2 separate regions of the Anas platyrhynchos genome follow, and region 1 is linked to region 2. A link is a contact called in public Hi-C data. All regions are on one chromosome and are shown on one strand. The core of a region is the stretch at or near the end of the contact, and the rest is flanking DNA. Distances in the headings are between cores, read along the strand shown.

The links. Hi-C and Micro-C count contacts between places; a contact is called where the count stands out from the background.
Region 1: a Hi-C map of skeletal muscle shows a contact between it and region 2, with 9 times the contacts expected there. The contact joins two enhancer-like sites. A contact is called at or near these places in 3 of 8 Hi-C or Micro-C datasets (liver and skeletal muscle).

The regions. Positions count from the first base shown.
Region 1 is chr1:177,026,126-177,031,042 of IASCAAS_PekinDuck_T2T, forward strand. No RefSeq gene overlaps it. Among named protein-coding and RNA genes, the nearest start is that of NUFIP1, 32 kb to the right of the region's middle. Within about 2 kb of position 2,651, at least 1 of the 8 cell types and tissues checked has an H3K27ac peak or open chromatin away from gene starts, as enhancers often do.
Region 2 is chr1:176,874,346-176,879,577 of IASCAAS_PekinDuck_T2T, forward strand. All of the region lies in intron 2 of TSC22D1 (TSC22 domain family member 1), which reads right to left. Among named protein-coding and RNA genes, the nearest start is that of TSC22D1, 58 kb to the right of the region's middle. Within about 2 kb of position 3,081, at least 4 of the 8 cell types and tissues checked have an H3K27ac peak or open chromatin away from gene starts, as enhancers often do.

The sequences.
Region 1 (4,917 bases), core at 1,401-3,900, 150 kb after region 2:
ACACATTGACTTCACATGCACAAGATTAAGAAAAAAAAAAAAAAAAAAAGACATCGATGTATGGTGTTTATTATTTGACTACAAGCCAAAATGTCACTTCTAAAAATAAAATTAATCTAGCATGGGAAGCCTCATAATTTTTATCACGGTAATTGGTAAATCAGACCTCTCTCTAATGTTTCTCTTCACAGAAAATTACAGCTTTGGAGAAGAACACGTTATTGCAGAGAAGATAAAAGAAAGCGTTGAAGAGTTGACACCCCTGGCTGGAGAGGTTTGTTTTCACTGATAATGCAACCTCTTTTACCAGCACTTAACTGATTTGAACCACATGACAATCAAAGGAACATCATTTCTAGAGCTTAATCTCCTCCAGGACCCAAAGCGGCACAACAAAGATCGCCCTTTCACTGCATTTACCACCAAAACGTGTAACGTCTTTAAAAACACAAACATGAAGGAAAATCTGCCACAACCATGCATTTCCTACCACTTCACCTGTGGAGAAAGAAAACACAAAGCCATGACACCAAACAAAGTGACGTTTTGGGTCTGTTTTCTAGCAGAGAGGGTGCAAAAAGGTGGCTGGGCCTGCAAGTGCTCGGAGCAGGCCCACAGCCTCAGCCACCGCTCCCATCTTGGATTCCCCCCCTCTCCGAAAGGGAAGCCAGACAGCTGGTTCAGAAGCTTTGAAAAACCTCATCAAGAATTTAAAAAGGAGGAGGAGACGGTGTGAGAGCGTGTCTGTGTGTGTCTCCACGTTTTGGCCCGTTTCCAGCTGGCTGACGGAACGGTGCATGCTCTCTTCTTTGTTCCCAATCTGCAGCATAACCATAAAAACAAAAACCTAAGCAATGCATTAATGACTTACTTAATTTTGCTTTTTCCTACGTATCCAGGTACTCAGTTGGCCTCAGAGATGTGTCACTGTGTAGTTACAAGTAAAAGAGAGAGAAACGGCCCACCAAGCAATCTCCAAAGACACAGCGTGCACTGTGGAAAAGGACAGAGAAGCTGGTGCAAGTTCACCAATGACAAAAAAACTCTACGTTTTCATACCTACAGCTCACAAAAATGAAAAAAAAATACATTTCAGTTCAAGAAGAATTAAGTGTTCTCTGAAGTTTCTTTCTGAGTGTCCGAGAGCATGAACAAAAAACAATTTCCAGGAAAATGTGATGTGGTTGCAGGCGGCCTTGGGTACCCAAGAAAACCCCGGACCCTTCATGGCATCGATGGCATCAGATGCTGCATGGCAGCAGAAGAGCTGTGGTGTTCTTTGATCCTGAAGGCATGGCCTGCTTTTAAGAAACTCTTTCCTTAAGAAAGCAAGGCCCAAGAAGGGCATCAGGAAACAGTTTTGGGTTTGTTTCATTACTTGGCTGAATTCTGTATAATATTTAAATAAACAAACAAACAGTTCTGAATCACTCAAAATCCATTCTGCTATTCAGATCTTCAGAAGCCAGTTCAAACATAGCATCTTGCCCTTGACCCATCATTTTGCAACCTCCTCATAAAAAAAAAAAGTTGCACTCAGTGAGGGTTGTAGCTCAGCATCCAGCATCACACATGCAAAGACACACACACACACCTGCACGGCCAAATGCACACCCTGTTTTAAGTGACACAAGAAGCCACCAATGTGACTGTGTTAGAAGCTACAGACAAATATTTACAGACAAATGCTTTTCTTTCTTCTTCTTGCAAACGATGATTTCTCGTGGCCCTTTCCCAAAATATTGCTCATTTTCTATTACTGAGCTGCCTTCTGTCAGAAGAAATCAACAGAAACAGAACCTAAATCCTGACTCCTGTCCTTCTACGGAGAGAGATGGGGCTAAGAAAGTGGAGTTTGAAGTAGCCTAGTATCCAGCTGTATTTTGTGCTGTTTTTATTGGAGCTCCTGTCGTGATATATCTGTGCAAATCCAAGGGATTCTTCTAAAAGCTTTATTTGCTTTGCAGTGAATTCTTCACTCTGCAGAAGACCAAATTAACAGCAATGCTAAATGAACTACCCAGTCTTTCCCAAGACACATCACGAGCATTTTCAGCTTCAGTATCCACAAGTGGAGTGAGATGCCTTTGCCTTTTAATTAACCTATGCTAGAGGAAGCGAAGATCTGAGCTCCTGCTCTGATCTCTGATGGGAGAGACCAAGAGCTGAGGCAGAGCTGCTGCCACCTGCCATACCCCCAGCCATCAAGTCCCCATCGCCATGAAAAAGAATGTGCTTCCTTCCCATCAGTGGGTGAAATCAGAGCCCTCGTGCAATTTCTGCCAACAATGACTTGATCGCCCTGTTTCCGTGAAGGTCTGACGACCGCGGAGCAGCGCCTCTGTCAGGGGATTAACCTGTTCCTTAAAAACAGAATGCAGCAGCTAAGAGAAAAAAAAAAAAAAAAAAAAAAAAAGTGAATAAAAACACGATAGAAGTACATGATCTGTTTTTATATTCGACTGCTAAAATTGCTTCGTATCAAACAAGCCAGGCTAATAGATAGGGCAAATTAAATGCTAAGTCAAGGCTGCCTTGGCCGGCTGCTGCAGCTGTTAGTCTGGTTTCTGAAGGCACCAGCTTGCGGGGCCGGACGAACACAGTTTGCTGGATGCTCTCACGGCTCGTGGTGCAATGTAAGCACAACACTTGGAATACAATCCACCAGTGTCCCCACGCCAGATCCCATAACCTACTTCCTAGGCCTGCTGCCAGTGTTGTGCTATGAGTCACGAAGAGAAACAAACACAAGGAATGTCAAATTAAATAGGACACAAGGCTTTCGCAGTATTTAAAAGCGGAGCAGTTGTGCCGCAGCGTACAAACCTCCCTGGACTCCTCTTGGACCGATTCTCATCTGGGTAATAAGAAACATCCCCTTAATTAGTTCCACCTAATGAAATTCATAAGACAGGGAGTGGGAGTTTTGCTCCTGGGTAGAAACCGAGAACTTCTCTCCGGTCGAGCTGCCCGTTTTCTGCAGCAGTCATTAGCAAATTTTATCAAATCTCTGTGTTAAACAGTAACAACTATTGTTTGCCCAGAACACAAGTCCATTTATGAGCTGCAACACGACACATCGTGGAAACCCCAGACTGAAAGGCACTTCTTAAAAAAAAAAAAAAAAAATGGGATTGGCAAGAAAAAGTAGTTTCAAATTGTCAAGAACAAACAATGGGGACACTTCTACCTGATCTTTCAGGTTACTGTGGTCGGAGAGTTTCCTGTATCTCTGCAGGGTGGGGAAAATTAATTTACAAAATTTATTCCTCTTTCCTGCCAGTTAAGGGGCATCTGTTACCTCTCCAGCTGAAGCTCTGGGTGGTTTGTGCTTGCTGCACTGAGGCCAAGCAGAAGAAATCCAGGAAGCCCCAGGACACGTTTGCTCCTGTGGAAATATTGACCCAGAAGGGTCCATTTAAATCCACTTTGGTGACATGCCTCTCGTGTCAAAGTAATATCCATGGCAACAAAGAACTTCACTGCAGGAGAGAGAGTGCATCCAGAAGGAGCGTGTAATCGCTGCTTATCGATGACCGAAAGCCCGAAAGAACAAAGTTTGGACTTTCAGGCACAACACCAGAGGCCTTTATCTGGATGCTGCTTTGCAAGTGCAGATCACAGAAGACAGAGAGGGAAATCGAAGCCCTGGCAGCTGTTTTCCTTCCCAAACTCCTGTGCAAGGTGGCATGGCTCACTCTGCATTTGTGGTTGCCCTCCAAGAAGGTAACAGAGGAGGGCAGGAAGGAGGGAGCAGATACTCAGCTACCTTTGGAGACAGTAGCAGCACAAAACACCACTGAGACAGCCAAAAAAAAGCACAAAGCACCACTGAGACAAGCCTTTGGGATGACCAGGATTCCAGCACCAACCCTTTTCAGCACCCACTGAGGCCCCTCGCGTGCCTTCCTCGAAGCGGCCGCTGACCCATACGTCCATCCTGTTGTTCCATGTTGGGTCCCATAATTACAGAGCCTGACTTACGGGGTTAGTTATAGCTACTATTATGGGAAACTGCGACGCTGGGCACAGCTGCAGTGCTCGCTGAAGGGGGAAGGAGGGAGGAATAGGCACTCTGCAGCCTCTCTGCTGGTGCACAAGCACACGCTGCACGGGGCAAGGCTAACGGAGGCAAAGGAGGAAGCCACAGCCCCCCAGGGTCTTCCCCAGGCTCCTTCCCACTTATAAAGCCACCTTTGATTTAGGCTGCGAGGAGTAATTTTCCATTTTAGGGCTGTGGGGGAATTTTTTCAGAGCTTTCAGCAACAGCTCAGCCCCTGCTCTCAGGACCTGCTGGAAAAAGGCGCTGGCACAGAGCGTATCTCCCCGTGGTCCCGCAGGATCTAAAGGACTGCTTTGCAAGCAAGTTATCAATGAGTTTTAACTCACAAGTCCCTTACAGTGACCTGAATCCCTGCTGCCTGCTAGGACTTGCTCTGCTCTCCAGCCTCCTTGCTCCTGTCTCCACGCTGTTGAGGTAAAAAGCTCCCACAGCACTGCTCAGGGCCTCCAAGACAAACTTCCTGGGGTGTTGCAGTCCTTCTGCCCTCAGACCAGACCCAGCACTCGCTTTTAGCCTCGAATACCTGCAGAGGGCGGTTACAGGGGAGCACAAGAGGCCCAAGGCTAAATTTTAGAGGCAGCATTTTGGTGCAATGCCCTGCCTAAAACACTACGCAGCCCCACGCAAACGATTTGATCAATTACAAAGTACATCGACGACGCCCAACTGGACATTTTTACCTATGGTGGTGCTGACAGCACCCATCAGCTTCGTTTCTGAGAATCCATAAAGCAAGAACCCCCTCCCGCAGGGGTTTCCTTTTCAGCTGCACCAGAGGGCAGCCCCTGGCCCTGCAGCAGCCGTGATGGATTTATTACCCAGCCAGGTACTGACCAGCCTCCACACACCAGCTT
Region 2 (5,232 bases), core at 1,831-4,330:
GCTAATCTTCTTCTAACGACACCCGCCACTGCAGGGGGATTGCCCTGTCCCAGCCTGCAGCTGTGTGCAAAGTCTGATTAAAGATTCACTGCGTGCTGCCAGGCAGAGGATATGCTCGGTAAATATTGGTATCAACAGCCTGGTATTTACCTGTGTCAGAAGATTATCAGAACAGTTGAACCACATTCCAAAGAAGATAAGCAGGCAAACAGGCAGAAAAACACAGCCAAAATGGGAAAAAAAAAAAAAAAAAAGAAACAAAGTTATAGTCAAAGCTCTAATATTAAAGAGAAACATAACAGCAAGCACAATTAACATGAAGCTTGTTGAATACTTGAGGGTTATTTGACAAGTGACTGAATCATCTGTGCCTAGGAACAAAGAGGTATTGGCACTGACATTATCCAACGATTTTACTCAAAGTATAGATGTCAGATCTGTCAGCTGGGATACCGTTCAGTCCATTCACAGGAACCCTTCCAGAGAAGCCCGTTGTTAAAAGGGGACAAAAAAAAAAAAAAAAAAGTCTGCTTGCAATGTTACTGATATAAGTCTGTGTACTGTGTGTCAAGGTATTTCCCAAAGCTTCCCTTAGCATAGGCAAGGTTTGTTGTCTAGAGGGCAGAACCCAGCCTAAGGCACTTTGTCCCTACCTCTCTCTCCACTAGAGAGAGAAGCAGCCCAATGAAATTAACCTCCCTGCTCCAAAGTTAGCTTTTAGGAATATCTTTCCTTCCTATAAAGCAAATTTGTCAGTGTCCAGTGTAATCCAAACTCTTAAAGGGAAGATCTTAACAGACAAAAACACCACCAAAAAAATAATCAGTTCAATGGATTGAGTGAGAACTCGGGTAGGCAAAAGCCATTAACGGCTCTCCAGAAGGTACCTACAGATGGTGCCCTTTCTGGGAAGAAGTCACAGCTTCTCTGCTCCTGTGCTTTGTTCTCCTGGTTTCCAGTCCATCCAGTACTTTCCCACAGCCTTTTCCGCCCTTTCCCCCTTCATTTAGGGGACTGCAACGTACTGAATTTTCTAGGTGTTCTTCCCACCCCAGAAGACACATTCGGCAATCACCTTACAAGCATAAGGGAAACAAAAGACAAAGAACTGAGGGTGAGGGCAATGAGCTACTGATGTCAATAAAGAACACAGGAAAAAATATTTTGGTTTTGATCTGTCTGGTACCTTTAAAAAAGCCACAGGTAACAGGTAAAAAGAAAAGTCATTACTTGTTATCCTAAATTGCAGACTAACCCTAAAACCAATTTAGGTTCTGATCTTTTATGCTCAGCTCAGCAGCTGTCTCAGCAGTTCCAAAAAGTGCTCACATTTTTTTATTTTATTTTTTTTTTTAAAGGCAACAGGAATTAGTGCAATGGAAAGATTCTGATTTTTAAAGATCTGGACCTTTGCTACATTGCAGAGCAAAAGCTACTTGAAGAATCTGGAACCTTGCAGTCTTCATTCTGTTCCATCACTTGTCTCAATTATTTCCCTGACAACCTGAATTAAGAGGAAATCAGAGAGCTTTCAGTCTCAAGTTGCTGCTCATATGTTCAGGAGAGCTTTTACTGGAATTAAACACTATTCCACCAAACACATCCTCACTTTTTTTTTTTTTTTTTTTTTAAGTGTGACTGCTCGTGCTGACTTGAGCCTCCCTGCATTTACCGCTCAGGTTGCTGCTTTTCTCCTTCAAGGCCCATATTATGTAATAGCTCAGCTGCCTACAAAATTATGTATCGCCATACAAAAAGCATGAAAAAAAATCTAAGTTTTGCTATGCGCTCCTCTAAATATATAAAAACCAACTTTATTTTTATTCTTTACCTCTGCATCAGCTTGATCGCATAGCAAGACAAAATTGTCACTGATACCAGCAGACACAAAATAACTCGAGCTTTGAAAATAAACTACCCTTTGACCACATGCGTAGTGTTTGAGGCAAACCGAGGAGGTAACACGCATATTTTTATGCTTCCCCACAGCATGCAGTGCACAAAACTGGGAATCAGCAATGCACAGGGCTTATGCAACCAGAAAGTCCCCAGCCTCGCTGCAGCACAGCTCAGTGCTGGCCACACCAAGCCTGCCCCTGAAGGCCTCCTTCCAGGGTGCAATTAATGCCTACAGTCACGCTAGGGCAGCAAAGGCTCCTTGTTTCCAGCTGGGAACTCGAACAAGACAGAAAGGTGTAAGTAGAGATAACACAATTTACCTATTTTTCCCCCAAGCATCACATAACTTGGGAGCATTATTCAACTGCAACAATAATTAGGACTGCCTAATTAAGAGCAGCATACCTAAGAGAATTCTGCTGAAATATGCTATGTTACTGATAGCACAGCCTTGGCTAAAAATGACCCAGTCCTGATGTTATTGAAGCTTTTTCTGCCTTTCTCTTAGCTACCTCTTTCTGCTTCCCTCCTGGGCTTGCAGAGGGACATCCACTCCTCCCAGCGGTGACTTCTCAATGGGGGCCTAGCTCTGAGTGACTTCAAGGTTAAAAGCTAAGTGTAAATGAAATTTAAAACTGGAAGTCCTGAAGCTGGGCTCTGAGGAATCATTGCACGGAAAGGCGAATGAATCGCTGTCATACACACAAGCAAAACGGACAGATCTGGTGTGGAGAAAAAGCAGCGTTAATGCCATTAGCTACTTCCTCCGGGTCCCTGGATAGAAGCCCAGGTGTAAAGCCACCTGAAGGCTCCGGCATCCCGAGCTGGATGCCACCAGATGCCCCATGCTGGACCCTGAATCCCTGCAGGTGACAGGGGCACGTCCCTCCCCGCTGCCACCCTCAGGGCACGCAGGCACGGCTAACTGCTGACAGACACCGTCCTGGCACTCAGATGCTCCTCGGTCTTCATCCTGTTACTATTAAAACACATCATTTAAGCGCAAAGCCGGAATCGCTGGCTCAGGAGGTTGATAAAGCTGCTTTGGGTTTGGGTTTATTTTCCGCCTCAGCTCCGCGGCCCAACCCCGCCACCTGGCGGCCGCGGCCGGGGGAGCCGGGGCCGCCAGGGAGCGCTCCGGGACCGGCCTCGCCTGGTGCCTGGCGCCCCTCCGCGGCCAGCCCCCGCCAGGTGGGAGGCACACAAATACATATTGAGATATAGATTTTATATATTTATAAATACGCCTTAGCGGAAAGTAAGGGGATGGGCGAGGCGAGGGGCGACCCCCTGAGGTGTTTCTGGTCACCTCAGAGCTCGCTGTGCCCGGCCCCTGGTGCTGCCACCAGCCCCTCGGTGCCGCCTCATACAGCCCACTGAAGCTGGCTTGGTAGCTGAGGGAAAAACCACACACACACAGAATATCCCAGTGGAAAAGTGGCAGGAGAAAACCTGAGGAGTGTTTGGGTGCCCATAGTGGTGCCTCCCTCACACTCTGCCCCTCTCAGGAAGGCGCTGAGAAATGGGGTGTGGGTGGCTGCAGGGCTCAGGTACGCTTTCCTACGCTCTCAGGGCTGTGAAAGAGCTCAGGGAGCAGAAATGTGGTGGCTTTTGGAGTAAATGTTTAAGGAGGAGCCCCCACAAACGTCCCTCTAGCTTTAAGGGCAGGAAGGCACAGCAGCTTTGAGCCTTAGGGGCTGACTTGCACAGAGGCACAAGGAGAATGGTAAGAAACGGGCTGGGAGCTCACAAAGTTTTTCTTGGGTGAGTTGAGCAAAGGTAACGAAACGCTTTCTTCCCTCGGTCCTCTGATCCGTGACACGCAAGAAAGCAAGATACTGGTGCTGATAAAAGGAAAAAGGAGCATTTCATTTTATGGAGGCATAACTGAGTACAAGACACCTCGTTCTCCCCTTTCAAAACACTGAAGTGACAACATTTAAAACTAATGTCCTTTCTAGACTAAAGTAACCCTTACATTAACTAACCTCCTCCAAATGTATTACTTTCCACTGCTAGGAGGTCATCAGCTTACCCACAACAAAGCACATGCCCACGGTGTTGCAGCTTCAGTGAGAAATGACCCTTACCTTTGAGCCAGATTCACAAGATACCACAAAAATAACAACTCCTTGTTTTAACAGAGGATGCCAAAGGGTCACTGTGCTCCCACCCCCCCCAGCAAATCTGAATTTGTTCGCTGGCAGTTACCTCTGAGCAAACATTAAGGCTGCAAGATGTCATGCATCAGGATCCTGAATTCCTGCCACTATTCCCAGGGACGGAGCAACTCTGAGCTGAACCCAGCTTGAGAAAATACAAGCACAGGTACGTCCACACACAGGGCTGGTATGTCAGAACAGCCAGATTTTAGCGAGTCTTCATTTCCGAGAGCGTTTACTGCTAAAATACCAGAATGCACTTTTACAGACAGATTTTCTTTCTTAAAAAAAGATTTCCTTACAAAAAACAACAGTATTTCTTTTAAAGAAGCACTCCAACATGCAATCATTTTCACCATGCTGGTATCTATTCAGTGTTCTCCCTTTACAAACACCAAAATGCTTGCGGGTATTGGTCTACCCCCCTCTTTTTTTATTCTCCCCCATTTGTTTGTTTTAATAGAGCATCAGCCAACATGGCAAAGACTTGCTCTTCAACTGCCAAAAGCATCACTTGTGCAAAAGTGATGTCAGCACTGCTTTGTTGGGAAGCTGGCCTTCCCTCCGAAGAGGCAGAACACACACATTGCCAGGTCAAGCAGTAATGGCAACTATTGTTGGTTTACTCAGCCCAGCAGCGTGACAGCTCGTAAGACAAGGCAGCATCATTAAAGATGATCTGGGATCACCTCGAGCTCAATCACTCCGCTCCCTTCTGGAGATCCATACGCTCAGGAATCCGATTCACAAAATCCAAGTGACTGAGGACATCACAGAGGTAACAATACACAAAAAGATCAAACCATGACCTGCTGGGGCTCCTGCACCCCCTTCTAAGCTGTCTCGCCTCTACATGCACATGTTCTGCAGAAAGTACTGCCCACAAGACTGTGAACTCAATGGAAAACAGGCATTTTATAAAATCTACACTTCTAAATTTAGTAATTAACTGTCAGAATTTGATACAAGAGTGTCAAATCTTTTGTTATTGTGCCACGCTACAGTTTTGTCTACTATTGTAGTTCCAATACTGCACGTAGACTCCACGAGTTTTCTGGTCAAGACTATTTCTAATTTTAATTGTTAAATCACTACTTTATTCAATTATTTCAATGAATTGCCTTAGCTTCCCCAATTATTCAAGTAGCTGAGTTCTCTGCTACCATCTACT